2 separate regions of the Rattus norvegicus genome follow, and region 2 is linked to region 1. Evidence: chromatin contacts called from public Hi-C data. All regions are on one chromosome and are shown on one strand. The core of a region is the stretch at or near the end of the contact, and the rest is flanking DNA. Distances in the headings are between cores, read along the strand shown. Region 1 holds the start of Fam53c (family with sequence similarity 53, member C). Region 2 holds the start of Etf1 (eukaryotic translation termination factor 1).

Region 1 (5,584 bases), core at 1,802-4,301:
GGAGAAGGCATGGCACACATACCACAGTGTTCCTATGCCAGGCCTCTGGCAGACATCGTTAATCGATCATAGTACTTTCCTGGTGAGCTTAAAGACAGCCTCAGAAACACTCTGAACTTGGCACTCTTGATATCCAGTAAAATAAACTGGAGTTGGCAAGCAAAGTGAAACCTACTTACCATTTCTAACCTGGCTTAAGTTCTGTTGTGTCTACCTAGAATATCAGCACCACCTAGAAAACGGCTCAAATGAGAGAGATGCCCAAATGGTTATTTCCACACTGAGTTAACACAATATTTTCTTTATCTTACAGCCAGAAGCCAAGAAAGAAACCCTTCTAAACCACATGGGTTTAGTACAGAGAGAGGAGCAAGGGCTGGGCTTTCAGTTTCAGATCAGGATAAAGAGGATTTTAAATGAACAGCTGATATATTGCTATTTCCCAGTAGATGCTGCTGGCTATTCTCTTATCCAATGAGAAAGAATGGTCAGGTAGTCAGATAGTTCCAATCACAATCACATTTCAACTCTACAGATATTAAAAACAACTCATGACTTCATCCAACCAAGTTTTTTTCTTTTCATGAACCCACTCGAAGACCATGGATATAATTAACAAAGATTCTTCCTTATGACTGAAGCAAACTGATTTTTTTTTTTTTGTTCTTTTTTTCAGAGCTGGGGACCGAACCCAGGGCCTTGCGCTTCCTAGGCAAACGCTCTACCACTGAGCTAAATCCCCAACCCGCAAACTGATTTTTAATCTGAGCAGCTTCTAAACCCCAATTACCTACCTAAGGGACTTTTGCTTTGTTCAAAGAGGGAAGCAGAGGGGAGGTTAACAATGTCTTTTCTACCTCTTCCCATAAATGACCAACAGGCAAGACCAGAGTATATGGAGCATTAACTGGTATAGAAAACAATCAACTAAGACAGCTAACTCTTGAGCAGACGCCTGTAATCCCAGCACCTGGGCAGTGAAAACAGGAACCTAACAGTTCTTGAAGGCCAGTCCGGAAAGAAAATGCTGCTACCTTCACCGAGTCTTAATCCACTCTGCTCAGGCAATTTTGACTAAGCACATAACGTTCCTGCTTGCCCATACATAAAATGGGTATAACGATCTTACTCTATCACAGGAATGAGGCCACATGAAATATCAAAATAGCTTACCAACTGGCCTATATAAAATAGTTCACACAGACTGTTGTTTCTTATCTCTCCCTTTGCTGTTCTTCAAAGCCTTGGTATGCCTAAAGAGGTGGTATCACTACAATGACGAAAGCTATGTGGCTCTCTCTGGCCAGATGCCAACCTCCTTCACTTGCTCACTGAGTTGGAGCCTAAGGGCTCTTCCTCCTGTGACCTTTTGGAGAAGCCCACCCCTTGCAAAAAAAAAGAAAAAAAGAAAGAAAAAGAAAAAGAAAAAGAAAAAAAAGAAAAAAGAGGGTATCAGAAGAACATGACAGAGAAGAGCTAAGTTCCTTATGATGCATATGGCGTTCTTTGGAAGAAAGGCGCAGACGTCAATCATCACTATAGTTAACTATCGTTTCCACACATAATTATTACTACCACTCCGAACAAAGTTCCAGCTTCCTGAGAACTCCCTTCAGCTGCTTCCCCTGTGCTGTGCTCTGGTGGGAGAAGCAAAGAAGCTTGAATCACTTCTACTCCTATTTTCTAACTCTGCCCTCAAAAAACCAACAAGAAGGGAACTAAGTGGAGAATTTACCCTAGAGAGACCCCAGGCTCTAAGCTGACCAGCCATGAGGAGCAGGGAGAGAAAAAACTTTCAATCTTTTCATGAGGCATTTGGACAAACAGCAAACTCCCAGCCCTCTCCAGGAGCAGCTGAAGAGGGTGATTTTCTATTTTTCTGCATTTTAATTGTTGGGATGTGGCCACACACAGCGGTAATTGGAACAATGCAACTACCACCACGCAACTGATACTCTCAGCCTGGGTTTCCTAAAACAGGCCAGGCTGAGAGGGGCAACAGAACGGAAGCCATAAGGAATCAAACCAGGACACAAAAGAAGGCAAACCAGCTCTGCAAGGGGCCTCCTCTTTCTCAAGCAGACATTTAGAAAAGTGTGAGAAACCCTCTCTGGCGGCCTTCCTTCCCCTTCCATTTTGTGTATCGGAGAGGTAGACAGCTCTCAACATTTCACTAAACAAGTTAAAACTTCTCAGCTGAATGTTACTGGCACAAGGCTCAACCCTTCACTGAGCAAGCAGGCCGCTCGGCCCTCCCAGTAACCCCACCAGGCCTAACTCTCAGCCCAGGATCTCCCTCCACCACAACCCCCTAAGATAACGACTAGACACCCCCCCCCAATCCTATTGGATGGAAGCAACCCCTGACACTTGCGTTTCAGATATTTAGGTTGTGTTGAAACCTGGACAACCTAAGATCCAGTCAGGCCAGGGGAAAAAGAAAGTCACAAATCCCCTGGGGGCATTCCCCCAGGTCTCCAGGTCCCACACCTCTGGGAGAAACTGAAGGAAAACATAAGCGAGGCAGGGAGATGCAAGAAACGGTAAGTGGGTATTAGAATGCTCTTCTTCCATATGGTTCTAGTGAAGATAGGGGTGACAAGTGGGGTGCACCCATCCCCCCACCACGACGAAAAAGCAAACGACTAGGCTCCCTCTAATCTTCAACCTCTCCCTCTGTTGCCCTGCCTGTCCCCGCGGGGTGGGGCATGGGGCATCTACTGGCCCCCGGGGGGGCACTCCAGGGTTTGCTCAGAGAGACTGTCGCTCTCCTGTATCCATTCTGGTTTCCTCATCTGACCGCGGGAAGCGAACTCAGGACGCAGGGGATGGGAAGGGTCTGGGACATGCACTCTGCCACCCCCTCCCCCACCGGGTCCCGTGCTCTCCCGCCGAGGCGGCCTGCAAGGCTCCGCCGCACTAGCGGCTGGACTGGGGGAGGGGAGAGAGGGAGGGACGGTCGCGGTGCCCGCCCCGAGGCCCCAGCACCACCTGCCCTCCGCTACCTACCGCGGCTCTTACAGCTCCCTGGGCCGCGGCCGGAGCAGCTCTGAGCGCTCCGTTCGCCCCACGGTGCCCTTAAAAGGCGCTGGCAAGAACCAACCGGTCTTTGAGGAGAGTCGAGGGGGTCGCGTCTAATCGCAGAATCCCCCGGAACCTCCCGAAGAGGCCCGAGCCCTACGTGGTGTCTCGCGCAACCTTTCTCAGTAGAGTGCTGTCGGAAAGAAGCCTAGAGCTGTGGTTTGGGAACCGGATGGTTTCCTCACTAACTATTCCCCCCCTCCAAAATATCGTAGAAAGTGGACGGGCCCAGTTGGAAGCACATCACGAAGCCCATAGGGGAAGCCATGTCGGATAAAGGTAAACAAAGCCATTGTCCACTTCTTCCATTACACCATCCTCCCAGCTGAACTGTCTGACTCAACTCAGGCCACAAAACAGTATTAGCCACAGTCTTCTCACCTGGGCTCCTGTCCCTTTCGATACAGCCACCTTTCTGTAAGCATCCCCCCACCTTCCCCCGGCAAGGACTGATCCTCGGCGTGAAGGCTGCTGGGAAATGTAGTCCAAGCGCCGGTCAGGGCCTGCTCTGAGTCCCCGAGCCCCTCTTCTAGCTGCCTGATCTGCTGGAGCTTTTATAAACCTGAGATTTATAACGGTTGCGGAGCTGTGTCCCCTTGCTCGATAATTTGTTCTCAAAACACTTTGTAAAGCTGAGGCGGGCCTGAAGCTGTTCACTCCCTCCCTTCCCTATCCTCCTTATGCCCCCCCCCCAAGCAGGATGAGGTAATGGGATTGTGATTATGACATCATAGGTGGTTCAGTTGCGGGGTGTATAGGGGGTGGAGCAGGATGATTATGGCTGGACCACTTAAAGACAGAGGGAGGGAGGAAGCTGACATATGAGGAACCGATGTCAACAGTACTGTATTTCCTCTCCAGGAACTGGAAACCACCTTTTTATTAAGTTTACACCACTATTACCACCTCCCACCTCAGCCAAAGTTTTAAGTCCTTTTTCAATAGCCTGAATGTTGATGTAAGTAGAGAAGAAAGCCCATAGAGGTTCCTGCTCTTCGGTAAATTGGAGGTCTCAGCTGAGAAAAAAAGTTTTCAATAAATGCTTTCATGCGCAGATGGAGTTTTAGATTTCTTTTTTAATCGGTTAAAGTGGTAATTAAAAAAAAAGTAATTCCAGTCATTTCATTATTATACAGTTGTAGCAGCAAATCCCTAAAAATAAAGTGTTCGCTGTGAATGCTTTGAATCCCCCCTTGTCTGGGATAGGTAAACAGCAGCAGACTTAGTGATGGAGAAGTTCATCTTTGAGCTGGGGAGGGCAGGAAGCAGGAACCTTCAAGTATGCAAACTGAAAAAGAAGAGTAAAAAAAAAATCATTAAAAAGTTGAGGTGGGAAGCCAGGGGCAGCGGTACACATCTAAAATTCCAGTACTTAAGAGGCAAAGGCAAGAAGGCTGCGTCTGCTTCCAGGCCAGCCAGTCAGCATTTCAACTGCAGAGGCCAGAAAAGGGTTACACAGTGAAACAAACAACAAACAGACATCTGTGGAGATTAATTTTGCTCTGCATATTTTCCTTTGACAAAGAGTAAAGGAGACATGGTTCCTGCAACTGCAAGGAGCTACATTCTTTGTTTGCTTATCTTTGAGACCGGATCTCATTTAACTCTGGCTGGTCTCAATCCTACTATGTAACTAGAGACGTCCCTAAACTCTGTTCTTCCTGCCTCAGCCTCCTAGGTCCTGGGATTATAGACAAGAATTACCATGTCTACTTGCACTATATGCTTTAAGTAAACATATATATTACCGTTCTCCTTTCAATTACCAGATGGAAACTGTCAATAACAAACCCTCTGAAAGGTTAAATAACTGCCCAAGTGGTAGGTAAAGATATATCAAAACTGAGGACTCTTAACCCCTTGGTTTGGTGGGGTTTTGTTTGTTTGTTTGTTTGTTATGAGACAGGCTCTCATGTGAACCCCGGCTGTCCTGAAACTTACTAACTATATAGATCAGGCTAGCTTTCTGGTCCCTGAGCTCCTGACTCTGTCTCCCCAGTGCTGAGATTATGGGCACAGGTCACATTGTTCCCTTCTTAGTACTAACCATGCTTACTAAAGTTAAATGGCTGTGTGAAAGTTAAGTTGGCATTGGCTTATTTGCCAAACACTGAAAGAAACTGAGTCAGGCTTTTTGGTTCAAAATTCTAATCCCAACACTTGAGACACTGAAGGAGGATTGCCAAGGCTCAAGGCCACCCTGGGTTGCACTGCACTCTAGGCCAGCCTGGACTACGGAGTAAGGTGCACTCTTACCCCCTCACTACCACCACCAAATAAAATAAAATAGAAAATAAATAAGGAAGGAAGGAAGGAAGGGAGGAAGGAAAGGAGGGAGACTAAAACAAGGGCAAGGATTGCTATAGCTCACTACTGCAAAAGAAAACCACTGCAAGTCATGTATGAGGACTCACTTGAAAGGCCCCAACTGTTTCCTGTGTGTACGATCTCAGACGGCCAACTGTACAGTACAACGCTGCCTGCCCATAGTTATGCCTCTCTT
Region 2 (5,584 bases), core at 808-3,307, 170 kb before region 1:
TCACTCCCAGTGATAGTAGAAATTCAGAGCTTTGTTACTATGCCAGGCGAATGTTCTACCACTATACAAAAATCTATTGTGGGACACTGGGGCAGAAAAACAACAGCGTGGCAACAACAATGTATCACTTAAAGACAACTTAGGAAAGGGTTGCAGATACAGAGCATTTAGGTGGTACAGTGTTTTCCAGCATCCTTAATACCCAGGAAAGACACTTTCCATTCTACTGTTTACATTCAACCTCTGTGGCCAAAGGCCTAAGTTTTTTCCATATTAAGCACCAGCTGGGTGTTCAGGTCAGTTCGAACACTACCTGGGGTTAACACTAGATCCCACAAGTAGAGGGCGGTCTCTAGTCTACCCCAGCTTTGGATGCCCATTAAGAGTTCCAGGTTAAGACCTATGCACCTGACAGGTCTGGCTGGGTTTGATATCTTGCTAGAGTGGCTCACAGAATTCAAGGCAACAATTTATCCTTTCCAAAGGCTATTACAAAAGATACAGAATAACAGCTTGATGATACATGGAATAAGGTCAAGGAGGGTTCTGGGCCCTGGACCTGTGTGTCCTCTGGTTCTTCCTGCTATGATGAATCCTGCAGATGAATCCACTGCCTTTCAAATGGTAGGCTTGGCCCCAATGTCTTCTTCCCCTGCTGTTGCAGCATTCTGCCTTTTTAGTATCTCCTCAAATATGTTAGACTCCCTCTGACAAAATTACTCATTCTCCATGCCTCATTTCAGAATTAGATTTCTTGTCATACACTCTCGGAGTTCCTAAAGTACTTAAATATTTCTGCAGTTATTTTTTCATATAAAATATGAAAAAGGGGTTGGGGATTTAGCTCAGTGGTAGAGCGCTTGCCTAGCAAGCGCAAGGCCCTAGGTTCGGTCCCCAGCTCCGAAAAAAAAAAAAAAAAGAACCAAAAAAAAAATATATGAAAAAATTATCTGGGCTTAGTGGTTCACACCTGTAATCCCATCATTCAGAAGACTGGGGCATGAGTATCGTCAGAGTTTAAAGTCAACATCAAGATCCTGTCTCAAACACACTAAAGTCTACTAAAGATTACGAGCGATTATAAACTCAACTAGACTGTGAACTCCATTAGGATTTCATTACTTACTCTGTTCACTTTTATTCCTAGAAAAACGAGATCTAGTAATTGCTTCGAGGTCAAATATTTGAATGCACCCAAGTTAAGCGAAAGGAGACAATTGGAAAGCTTAACTCATAAAGTAAAAGTTCTAATTCTCCCCACCTCCACGATCAACAGTTAAGAACAAAACACGCATGCTCTCAGATATCTTGGGTCTCCAATCTCAGGCAACCCCTGACTCCTTCAAGCCCCAAAAGTCCTAAATCCAAAGTGAACCCATATTAGTTAGCACTGAAACATTTCTTCACCCCTGAGCAGTCGATCGGCTCCAGGATCGGCGAAGTTTCTGATCTCGACCTATCGCCAGGATTCTGAACTTTTGTTCGCGAAGACACGATGCACAAACAGCCCGCCGCACTCGGTCAGCAAGCGATAAAGTTGAACCTCATTGAGACGTTTCCTCCACGCTTCTTTAACGCCGTTGACCTCACGTTCGTACGTACGTGTCCGAGAAACTAGATTTGCGTCGTAGAGCTTCAGATATCCATTCGGGTCAAGGGGGAAGAACGAAAGACGACAACTGTCCCTCTCTCTCTCTCCCTTTAAGAAGCACCCCCATTCTAGCCCATAGAAGCTGGGGAAATGCTCGCGAGAGCCACGGAATTCCGCCCGCTTCCTCCTCCTTGAGAGCCGGGCCGGAAGGAAGACGAGACCTCCCGCTCCCCGGCCGATACCTCACAAGGCAGCGAGGCCGCAGAGGCAGCCAATCAGATTGCCTCTTGTAAGCAAAGACGCGGAGAGCCAATGGGAAGTCGCGGCGCGCGCAGAGCCTCTCTTCATCGCACCGGCCCCCTCCCTTCCGCCCGCCGCCTTCCACTCCGCCCCTGGCGGAGGAAGTGAGATCAGAGGCCCCATGTGAGCGGATTGCAACACATGCAGCTGCCTGGAGAGAGGGAGCCGGTGTCCTACGTCAGAGCCGCCGCCGCCGCGGAGCCGCCGCCGGGGAGGAGCAGCCGCTACCGCCCAGGACTGGGCCCTTAGGTAAAGCGGGCGTAGGAAAGGCCGGCGCCCTATGCGGCGGGCCGTCGGGGCGGGGAGAGGAGGGCAGCTCGGGGGGTGGTGAAGAAGGGGGCCGCTCTGCCCCAGCGGCGGCGCTAACTCTGTGGTCTTGGTGTCTCCGGGCCCCGCCGGGCCGCTCTAGGGAGGAGGAGGCGAGAAGATGGCGGACGACCCCAGTGCTGCCGATAGGAACGTGGAGATCTGGAAGATCAAGAAGCTCATTAAGAGCTTGGAGGCGGCCCGCGGGTGAGCGCCGCGTCCGGCACCCCCGTGCCCTCTTGGATCCCGGACCCCTCAGGATGGCCGCCCCCGCGCCGCATGGCCGGATGAGGAGAACCCGGCACTAGCCAACTCCCGCCTTCTGGACCTCTGGGTAGTAGCCTCTGACTGGAGGGCGAGGGTCGGCGCGGCTGGCCAGAAAAGAAGTCCTTACTCCTCTTGGTGGTAATGAGCCTGGCTCCCACGGCTCAGATCACTCGGCCCTCTCTCCGGATAAAGCCACTGCTACTTTTGTACTCTTCTCGGGCCTTTAAATCCAGCTCCTCACTTTTAGGGCTCCTGGTGCTGCTACCCAACTTGGGTACTTGTTGGGGGAAAGTAACTTGGCGTTCCTTCCGAACGCCCTACCCTGATTTGCTCTCTTCCTCTCCCTTCACGTTTCTCAGCCAGGCCTCATTAAAATGGCCTCCCCCACTTAGACCTAAAGTCCCGTGTGGGTGAAGTTTTGATAGGGTGTAAAAGAGAGTCGGCCAAACGAGACCTTCCTTTTCTTAGCTCCCCTTTATTTCTCTGGGTCATAGACCTCTCTGAAGATGACTTCCCCTAAGTTTTCTAGTTACCCGGAGCTTCCTGGGTTTAGCTGTTCCAAGACCCGCCTATAAACCGAAAACGCCAGCGTGTGTGGGATGGAGTGGTGGTGGTTTTTGTTAACAAATCTGTTAGGTGCATATTCAAGAGAAATCCAAGTAATAGAGTCCCTGATGGCTTTTCTGTGAAACTTCTTGGGACAGTCACTCTCCAGTTGCCTGATGGAGTAACAGTGCTTGTGGAAATTCAAAAAAGTGAGCTTAAGTTTTTATAAGTGAGTCTCTTAAGTTTTTCTAAGAATTCGTAGGTGTGTCCCTGGGTGTGTGAATAAGGTTGAAAGTAGCCATATGTTTGTTTTGTGCGAAAGTGTGCCAGAGGTGTGTTTCTACCATGTGTTGCTATGTTTTGTTACTTTGCCAGTTAAGAAACTTTTTACTACTTAGGGTATCCTCACCCTAAAAGTGGAACATTGTATAATCCTGCACTCCAGAGCATTCTTATAACTGAGTGACTTTCTTCAGATGCCATGTAGAAAGTCACTTTTAGCACACAAACGATACATTCTGGTTTTCAGCCGGAGTTTGTCACTGGTGGATAGGTTGACATTGATACCATGACCACCTTAGCGCTGCGCTCATTAACTTTTTAAGTGGATTCTGGTTGATTCCTCTATGGTTTTGCTGTAGTGCTTCATTCTTAATAAGTGAGGAACACTTATTTCTGTTAAGGATTAGACTTCTGAAAGTTTGAACATATTTAGTGTGCTCATTCCTTTGATGAATTGTAAAAACTTGAAGGTAGTTTTTTTATTATTATTTCTTAGGGTATTTTTTTAAATTTACTTGAATATAAAGACTTTCTGATAGGAACTCGTAACGTGTGGTAGAATGGAGATAAAAATCCCAATGTAAAAATACTGTATTAGGAATGTTGATAGAGATCGTGGTTTGTTGTGATGCCTAGAATTAGCCAGGTACTTTTGTTTCAATAGGCTGTCTTCTGTTGTGTTACTTGAAGCTTTCTCTTGGGTATTGACATTTATGGATTACTTCTGTTAACATTGTTACAAATTGGAATTGAACCTGTAGGTTGTCCAGGCGCTTTCTTTTAGGCAGGTTCTTGGATTCGAATTTGGATACAATGCATTCTTTGAATTCCTTACTAATTTGTTTGTTTGAGTGAAGTAACATTGAAGATAACACTGTTCACTAAGCTACATTCATTTTTCTTAGATTTATTCGTTCCTAGCCTTAGTTCCTAACTACATGAAGTTTTAAAGCTCTCTTAAAAGCCTTTGGAAACTTTATTTTCTAGTTTAGAGAAGTTCAGTGGGGTTTGAAACACACTAAAGAATATTTTAGTCAGGATTACGCTGTCTAAAATAGCTAGGAATTCTAAACAATATGGTTTATCATTTTGTCCTACTTTGCTTAATTTATCAAGGATTTGGTTGCACCTTGAGCACATAGTAAATATTAAAGTTCTGTCTATTTCTGGTGTTAAGTCAGGGACTCAAAAGTTTATTGTATATGGCTCAGAACTTTTTTTCTTAGTACAGTGGCAAGATTTAGTTTTCATTCTGAGTTGTGTTAGGCTTTAGCTTTTCATAGTGTTTTGTACCCCAAAAAATAGTGTTTTTGTTTGTTTGTTTTGTTTTGTTTTTTTTAAGCCAGCTGGCCTCCAACTCATCGTGTGACTGACTGAAGTTAGCTTGCCCTCCTGATCTACTTTTGTGCCCCAGGTGCTGGTGTTACAGGCATGTGCTGCTATGCCTGGCTAATACTAAACTATTCACTTGTGGTGAGCTTGAAAGACAAATTGCATGGCGAATGGATCTGTATGCACCAGTACTGGGGGTCTTCCAGTTGGACTTCAGTAGTAAAAACTGAAGTGTGTTGTCAGCTGCAGTTAGCACAGGACAGAAAGTAGTGATGGATGCCTAGAATTGTCTGTGAAATGAAAAGGAACTTGTGGGCTAGATTAGGATGTAGGTCTAGGATGTGCCTCCCCTGTCCCATTAACTTTTGCTCTTCTCTTTGTATGTGCGTGGTCAACTTTGAAGAGATGGCTTTCCCCTACCTTAGGTCAAGTTCTGGGGCTAGGGGTTTTTTGTTTTGTTTTGTTTTTTGAGTCAGATTCTTGCTGTAGCCTTGGCTGGCCTGGAATTCAGTATATAGCCCAGGATGGCCTCCAGCTCATACAGATTTGCATGTCTTTGTTCATACCTGCTATCTATCACTGCACCCACCCTAAACACTAATTTTACAGTTTGTCAGAATAAGTAATTTTGAAGTTTACTCAGTCAATATGTGGTTATCTTTTGGTATATAACCAAATGTACTATAGTTTAAAAAGAACTACCCACAAAATGGACTCAATAGTTAAAACACATTGACAGGATGAGGTAACCACAAAATTATTGAGCATTTTGTCATAGACACTTTGGAGTAATACATGTCATTTATTATTCACAACAATAAATGTCACCATTTGATACCCACAGTAATAAGGCTGAGGTTTTAGATAACCTACTGTTCTGAATGTCATGGTATAAACTGTTAAACAAGATGGGCATAAGCTGCAGAGACCTATTTGACCTGTGATGGGCTATTCTAAGCT

Evidence for each region. Hi-C and Micro-C count contacts between places; a contact is called where the count stands out from the background.
Region 2: a Hi-C map of liver shows a contact between it and region 1, with 4 times the contacts expected there. The contact joins the promoter of Etf1 here to the promoter of Fam53c in region 1. A contact is called at or near these places in 2 of 12 Hi-C or Micro-C datasets (liver and psoas muscle).

Annotation. Positions count from the first base shown.
Region 1 is chr18:26,636,248-26,641,831 of GRCr8, reverse strand. Fam53c (family with sequence similarity 53, member C) reads right to left here and starts at 3,051. Exons shown (of 5, transcript NM_001427416.1): 1 at 3,010-3,051. Slbpl (stem-loop binding protein like) reads right to left here. Exons shown (of 7, transcript NM_001270416.2): 7 at 4,138-4,369. The coding sequence ends at 4,304. LOC108348765 (a long non-coding RNA gene) reads left to right here. Exons shown (of 3, transcript XR_001842084.3): 1 at 1-2,543; 2 at 3,297-3,360; 3 at 3,943-4,135.
Region 2 is chr18:26,801,330-26,806,913 of GRCr8, reverse strand. Etf1 (eukaryotic translation termination factor 1) reads left to right here and starts at 2,057. Exons shown (of 11, transcript NM_001008344.1): 1 at 2,057-2,140; 2 at 2,301-2,404. The coding sequence starts at 2,319.